Regions from separate parts of the Zea mays genome. Here region 1 is linked to region 2. The links are chromatin contacts, called in public Hi-C maps. All regions are on one chromosome and are shown on one strand. The core of a region is the stretch at or near the end of the contact, and the rest is flanking DNA. Distances in the headings are between cores, read along the strand shown.

Region 1 (3,768 bases), core at 586-3,085, 190 kb after region 2:
GGCAAGGGCGAGGGGCGGGCGACTACTCAATTACGGGTGGCGAGTTAGGGTTGCCTTAACCGTGCCCCTACCCCTCGTTATATAGGCATTCTGGTGGGCTTCTAACTTCGAGGCCCATCGATAACCCTAAAGTCCTGTCTAATTCGGATCTAATCCGAGTTAGGCTTCCTTCCCCTTAAGTGTGTGACCCTATAGGTTCACGTACATATAGACATGACCCAAGTACTCTTACTTGGCCCAATAATTGAGAGCGGCCTCTAGCAAAACATATCAACTCCTATGCGCATGTAAAGATCATATCAAACGAACCATTACAACATTACGTACATGTTGTTCCCTTTGTCTCACGATATTTGGTCTGGCTCTAAGCTGATCTTTCTTTCTCGATACTGTGAATTGGAATCCTTTCATTGGTAACACTTAACCTTAGCATGACCATGCATTTCTTGATCCAATCACTCGAGGGGCCTAGAGATATCTCTCTCAAGAAGAGAGGGACAAATTTCATCTTTGACCGACCATGCCTCACAGCATTCTTTCTAACAAACCCAAAACTACCTTTATAACTACCCAGTTACAGAGTAGCATTTGATAGTCCCTAAGTAAGTCAATTCACATCTTGAGAACATGCAACAATCTCAGGTTCGAAGGATACAGTATACATGTTGCAAAAAGAGAACTATATTACAATATCTCACGTTGGGTCGGTCCAGCCTCATGTCATACATGTGCCCACATTATTAGTTTAACATGTCCATGACTTGTGAAATGTAGTTATCAACTAATACATGTGCTAGTCATCGACTCTGACTAGGGACATCATTTAGAATAACCATACAAGTAAAGAATCTCACAAACAATTCACATAATTGCTAATCAATACAAGGTGCCTGTCATGGGTATTCAATTAAGCAATATATATATATATATATATATATATATATATATATATATATATATATATATATCATGGATACAAAGAAATATGCTTAACTCTATGATTATCTCTAGGGTATATTTCTAACAATCTCCCACTTGCACTAGAGTTAATCTAGAAGATATCTAATACTTAAAGATCTCATGTGTGCCTCATGCTTGGGTTATGGAAGAGGTTTTATCAAAGGATCAGCAACATTCAAATCTGTATGTATTTTGCATATCTTTATCTCACCCCGCATAACGAATTCCCGTATGAGGTGAAACTTCTGCAGTACGTGTTTGTTTTCTGGTGGTTCCCTTGCTCATTAGCTTGCGCAATAGCCCCATTGTTGTCACAGTAGAGGTTCAATGGACTAGAAGCATTAGGAAACACACCAAGCTCGATGAGGAACTTCCTTATCCAAACACCTTCCTTCGTAGATTCAGAAGCTGCAATGTACTCGGCTTCTGTTGTAGAATCAGTCAAAGTCTCCTGCTTGGAACTCTTCCAACGAACAACACCCCCATTTATTGTGAACACAAAACCTGATTGTGTTTTTAACTCGTCTGTGTCAGTTTAGAAGCTAGCATCGGTGTAACCAGTTACAACGAGCTTCTACTTAGCCCCATATACCAGGAATATATCTTTAGTCTTTCTCAAATACTTAAGAATGTCTTTTACAGCCTGATGCCTACTCATAGCATTTATAGCGTATGAAACATCTGGACATGTTCATGTTAACATTTTTACCGAATACGAATATAGATAAATCGAATGTGTCTGAATCATCTCTGGTGACGGCCACAGCGGTGAAACATGACCGGATAAGCCAACAGTATCATAATCTGCTAGCCTCAATATCAACCGTCCATCTCGTAATCGAGGGATTTGAGATCCTCTAACCACGGGCCGAATTGTTTCTTCGCCCAACAGATATTTTCCAGTGCCGCTCTGAACAGTGTGATGTGGCCGCGCGAGCCGCGAGGAGCCAGCTAGCCATGGTCGTCCCAGTCCCGCCGCCGCCTCTCCTCGCTTCCCACGTGGCCGTCCGGGCCGCGGCCTCCGCCATATCCCACGGCCGCCGGGTCCTCCTTAACGGCGACCACCCGCCGCAGGTCGCGGCCCTCGGGCGCGGCGACTGGGTCAAGCTCATCTGCGGCGCCAGCTTTGAGGTATCATGCCCCTTCCACCTTGCTGCTTCACTCGTCACTACATTGGGCTCCAGCTCCAGGGACTGTTGGCTGTTCATAGTAGGGTCAAATCAAATGGGGCTCCAGGGACTATTGGCTGTGCATAGTAGGGTCAAATGGACAGGAACTCATGAAACCAGCGGGTGCTTCCTCTCCATCTGATGTTGAAAGCTGAAAAACAGAGGGGGGGGGGGGGGGGGGGGGGTGGCTAGCACTTTATGCTGGTGTTAGCTTAGAAGGAAAAGTGAATCGGGTTTAATCTGTGGAGGTGAAATGATGGTGTGGTTGGTGTTTGATGTGCTACCACAGTAAGAGTACCAGTGACCACGATGCAATATGCACAACGAGTGAAGAACTATTACTGACTGACCGTGCTATAATCCTCACATCGTTTACATGTTCATTGTCCTTGCAGGATGCAGCTGATGTCAGGAATCTCTCCCTTGTCTACACTCTTGCTGGAGGTACACATGTTGACTCAACTGGAAGACATTTATTTGGATTGGATATTTATAGCATTTTAGATTGACATTGTAACAGTCCACGTTGCAGCCCACATGCTTTCTTTATATCTTCAGTCAGTAAAGAATTGAGGTTTTAATCACTTATATCTTGACCTTTTGTTTACTGACCCGAATTGCAGAAAAATCTTAAAACACTGACATTAATGGAACACAAGGACTTGCAGAGTTTGAAAAGCACGGCAAGATAGGTCTACAGTATATATTACACAGTAAATGTGATAATGATAAGCTAAGGGCATGTTTGGATATAAGAGCTAATTGTTACTTAGCTAAAATTAGCCCAAGTGCTCCAAACAGGGCTAATAGGTGATCTATTTTTTTAGCCAAGCCTTCAACTAGTCGTTACTCAACTAGAAGCCAACCTCAGCTGATTTAGGACCTGTTTGGATACAGGAACTTATTACTAGTTAGCTAAAAATTAGCCATAGTGCATCCATACTAGAGGGCTTATAGATGAACTAATTCTTTAGCCAAGTCTCCAACTAATCGTTAGTGAACTAGGTAGCCGAACTCAGCTAATTTGAGCTATTTTTTAGCCCAACTAGTAACTAGCCCTAGCTTATCCAAACAGTCTCTAAACATATGTGTCTTACAACTTTTGTTATGAAACCCTTATTTCAGTATCTCCCAATGAAGTGATTGGGGAATTATAGGGCCTGATTGGTTCAGGTTTTTTTTTTGAGGAACTTTTCTGGGAATCTGGTTGTGTAGAGAATCTGAGTATCATGAAGATTACATGTGGAGAAAGATAAACGAGTCTATAAGGTTTAAAATGTAGAAAGTGATGGTGTCCTACTATCGCCAGTGTTTTTAAGGTGGCGCCTAGGCGTCCAGGCGCTTGAAGAATTATGTGCGCCTTGCTCGCCTAGGCGTCCAGGCGGTGGTCCAACGTCTCGCTTCGCCTTACCGCCTTAAGAACACTACCTATCGCAACGACTTGGCCAATGTTCACGTTAATTTTTGGCAGTTTTTACTAAAGTGATTCTCATAAAAGCGGGCTGAATAGTTGGGTGTTTGGCAGTCTGCAGCAGCTTTTGGTGGCCAAAAGCTGAAACAAACAGGGCCATACACTTATGAATTGCAACTTGATGTTATACACTTACGAATTATGGGCAATTCTGTACATGCAGTGGAT
Region 2 (4,119 bases), core at 739-3,238:
TTATAATACTAAACAAAGAACTCAACCAGCAGCTATAACTTAAATAGGATCAAAGTTAACGCGAAGGAAATGATGAGGGTTTTCAGTTTTTTCTTTTTGTGGATATTTTCAGATATATATAAGAGGCTCAAAGGAAACACAAAGGATAGAGTGACCATCAACTAAACAAAGATTCTAAGGACTGAAACTTAACAAAACTCACTGGAACAACAGATTGAAACAAAGGGCTATGGCAAAATATTTTATGGCTTTTGGTGGATAGGACGAACACAAAATATATGTAGCTAAGGGTAAAGAATCCTACCGTGACAACTGAGGCTTTGATACCAGATGATGCGTCACGATGCCCGATCTTCACGACGTAGGATCAATCTTCAGATAACTAGCTTCAAAGAAGCCAAGATAACTTGCTGCAAGCAGCGATAACTAGTGCAACCTGACAAATAAAACTCGAAGCCAACCACCGTCTTTAACAGGCAGCCTGAATCGAGGATTCGCCCAACCACACTCTCAAAGAACCAACCAACACAACCTACAACCAATCGAGGAGACCTCGAAGGGAGTAGGAGCACCACTTGGGAGCGGATGAAGCCGCCGCTTTTGCAATCCCGCGAAGCAATTCACAAGAGCAAAGGGGTAGAGATCACTCTCAATATTTGTTAGCACACAACTGAACAAAGGGTTCTATTTTAGATTATCAAAAGCTACCTTACATCATAGACATAGGGGGTATTTATACTAGTAATAACCAGCCTTAGCGAGGTATAAACACGAAACAAAAGTATTTTCACGTGCTAATGTGAAGGAGCCTCTTCGGGAGATCTGCAGAGCTGATTTCCGTGTGGCTGTTTGACTTCTGCGCAGCCTTCAGTATTTTGACAATAACTTCTTCTAGGAATCTTCAAATGACGTGGGGCTAGATGCGTTGGAAAGCTGACTTGATAAGATTTCTCACCATGTATACCATGCTTAATGAAACTTCGTAGAATGATGCAGTTTAATACGAAAACTTGGTCATCAAACAGACTGTTGACCTTCTGACCAGTCAGCACTAAAGTAGGTCGGCTGCCTTTATGGTAGATTTGATTAAGTCGGCCTTAGAAGCATTGGAAACTAGACTTCAAGAGCTTTCCAAAAAGTACTTATGGGCCTTCATAGCTTTTGGGAATCAAAAGATATGACTGTTTCTTTTGGACGGTTCTGTAGCGCTGGACTGACTCGGACATAACTCTTCTTGCTGATTCGCGTTTGATATGTTTTGTCCTTCCTCTTTGGTGAACCTAAGTAATATCAACATACATGACTTAGGTAGCATAAATTTCTCATTAGTGTTTAATTGAAATTCATAAAGTAGCGCGTACACCTCTTGCTGTAGCTTCTTAGCTCGGCTACGTGTAATTGGTCCATCAAAGACTTGAGTTGGTGATGATGTTGGTTGTACTTGAGTTGATGTAGTATGCTTTGGGGTTGTAACATGTTGCTTAATGTTGTGGTCGTATCATCCTCCTCCCCTTGAAAAGGAGTCGTCCTCGACTCTGAAGTGTCTTCACTTGTATATGGTAAGATGTCAGCAACATTGAACGTGTTGCTCACCCCATAGCTCTAGTAAACGAGGTAGTCATTGCATAGCTCTGGTAACTTAATACAAATATTAAGTTTGCTTTTGGTCAAATGTATTTATCTTATTTTTTATTTGTTTTATTAACTCTGATGTGAATTTCGAGCCAAAAATTGAATTTCGAGCCTTAATATGAATTTTGAGCTTTTATAATTTCGGGCCGCTCGAAATAAGCCTGACACATTTAAGCAATTACGGACCATGCCATGGGCCAAAGACTAGACCCGTGGACAGGCCCAGCACAGAGCAAAATTCAAACAGACCGAACCAACCCAAAATTTAAACATTACAGACTTGGAGGGCCGGGCCGGGCCGGGCCGGGGGACCAAATGTACACCTGTACGTTAGGCCTTGATATTCCGAGGCCCAGGTTATTCATTCCCTTTCCTCCCGTCTCCCACTCGAGCGAGCCACCGCCGCCAACGTTCCCGCCTTCTATCCCTTAACCCTAGCCGCCGCCGCCGCCGCCGCCGCTTAAACCCTCGCTGCGGAAACTACAGCAACCCCCGCCGGCGATGGTGAAGGAGAATAAGCGGAAGCAGCCTCCTGCCGACGCGGCGCCGCCTCCGGGCGACGAGGGTGAGGGGAGGAGCGGGCGGAAGGGCAAGAAGGCCAGGAAGGAGAAGGCGGAGGCGATACTGCCGTCGCAGATCAAGAACAAGGACAAGCGCCGCGAGGTGCACGCCAAGCTTAAGCGAGAGAAGAAGGCCCAGAAGCGCGCGCTCGCCCGCGAGCGCGGCCAGGCCGCCCGCCGCGCCGAAGAGCTCGGCGAGCAGGCAAGCCAGCACTCTTCGAACTGTCCACACCACCTGTAGAGCTTGCAGTTTTTGGTTTGGTTCTGATTGCTAAGGGTAATCGGGTGTTTGCAGCCGCCGGAGAGGCAGGTGCCCCGCACGATCGAGAACACCAGGGAGCCCGATGAGACTGTGTGCCGGCCCGACGACCAGGAGGTTCGTAATTCTTGATGGCACCATGCTTGTATAAGATTATAAGTCTGTGTAAATACCGAGTGGTGTTCAATTTGATGCAGAACTAACAAACATAGTACTTGCGCGATCCTATATTTAGGTTACTAATACCCAGATGTAGGAACTATGAAATGCCAAATTAATAGTGTCAATGTTCGAAATAAAAAAATAACAGCTAAAATGAAATTGCAAAACACAAGAGACAAGGGACATATAATGAGATAATATCCTTTTTTTTTTGGCAGATGTAGGGTGTTGATGAAAGTTGGGTAGGAGTCAATAGATAACTAGAGTTGCGCTGGGAGACTCTAGAGTCTAAATGTTTTAGACTCATTAGAAATAAAACCAAATATATGAGATGTGATTTTTTGACACTAGTACACATGGGGAAGGAGATGCTAGTTTGGAAGATCAAGTAGTGCTCAGTAAGGATACCTTCTGGTATTTAGGATCGATGCTACAAAGAGAAAGAGATTTACAATTAGACCTACTATGTTGTATGGTGTAGCACAAAAAGCCGGCATATGTAAATTAGTGTTGCGGAAATGCGTATGCTGCGTATATGTTATAGTCATATGCTACTAGACTTGCTAGTGCTTTATTTAAGTACTAGGTATGTGCCCGTGCGTTGCCACGAGGCGGAGGAGCATGTGGACTGCGCCTAGGCTACAAATATAATTTTTGTTTATACCTAAACACTAAGGTATGTGTGGTCTGGTGGTTAGTCCCAAATTTCTGGAGCAGAGGGGTGTGGGTTCGAGTGCTCGTTTTGCACAAATTTTTGCGGGCGCTGGGCATGAGGAGGGTGAAGCCGTGGTAGCACAGGTGCCCACATTAGGTTCTTAATATAGTAGTATAGAAGTATAGATATGATGATGATTTTATTATAGTTTTACATTGTCTTATATTGATTATGACCTCCTACATTGTATTAAAATGTCTTATACATCATTACTTATATCATAATGGGTCAAGTTATATATCTAGTTCTACACTACATATTTTAATGTGTGATATTATTTATGGTTTTCAATGGCTATCGATGTGTTTTCAATCGGATAGTTTTGTTTTGTGAGGTACTTACTTGTGTCTTTCTGACTATATGTATGTGTGCACATTGTTTGTCACTTGTATTTGTGAGATTTTTGTTTCAATGCTTTGTGAGATATGCTTTAATCCTTACACTATTACTAATTTCTATGTGGATGTATGACTTATGTGGTTTTTTTAAGTCAAATGAGGGTACATGTTTTATAGATCATATTTTAGATTTTGACCATGACCAGTGTATTTTTTGTATCAAACATTCATTTATGATGTTTCTGAATTACCAATGTTGTTTTTTGTTTCTGGAGTTATCTTTTTTTGTTTCCATTTTCGAGGAAAAAATATGAAGACGAAAATGGTTATAGTGTTTATCGATCGTTTCTGACCGTTTTCATTCCTAGCTGTGTTGGATTTGTGGCTATATAAGAAGAGATTGAGTCTACGTGATAGGCTTGGGTAGCACCAGTTGAAGAAAAACTTGTCCAA

Evidence for each region. A called contact is a pair of places that touch in the nucleus more often than the background predicts.
Region 1: a Hi-C map of leaf shows a contact between it and region 2, with 4 times the contacts expected there. The contact joins the promoter of LOC100217065 here to the promoter of LOC100273986 in region 2. A contact is called at or near these places in 2 of 25 Hi-C or Micro-C datasets (leaf and tassel).

What each region holds. Positions count from the first base shown.
Region 1 is chr8:139,350,946-139,354,713 of Zm-B73-REFERENCE-NAM-5.0, forward strand. It overlaps LOC100217065 (4Fe-4S ferredoxin, iron-sulfur binding protein), which reads left to right and starts at 1,836. Exons shown (of 11, transcript NM_001143436.1): 1 at 1,836-2,091; 2 at 2,525-2,573; 3 at 3,764-3,768. The coding sequence starts at 1,918.
Region 2 is chr8:139,159,105-139,163,223 of Zm-B73-REFERENCE-NAM-5.0, forward strand. It overlaps LOC100273986, which reads left to right and starts at 1,989. Exons shown (of 11, transcript NM_001148372.1): 1 at 1,989-2,394; 2 at 2,488-2,568. The coding sequence starts at 2,134.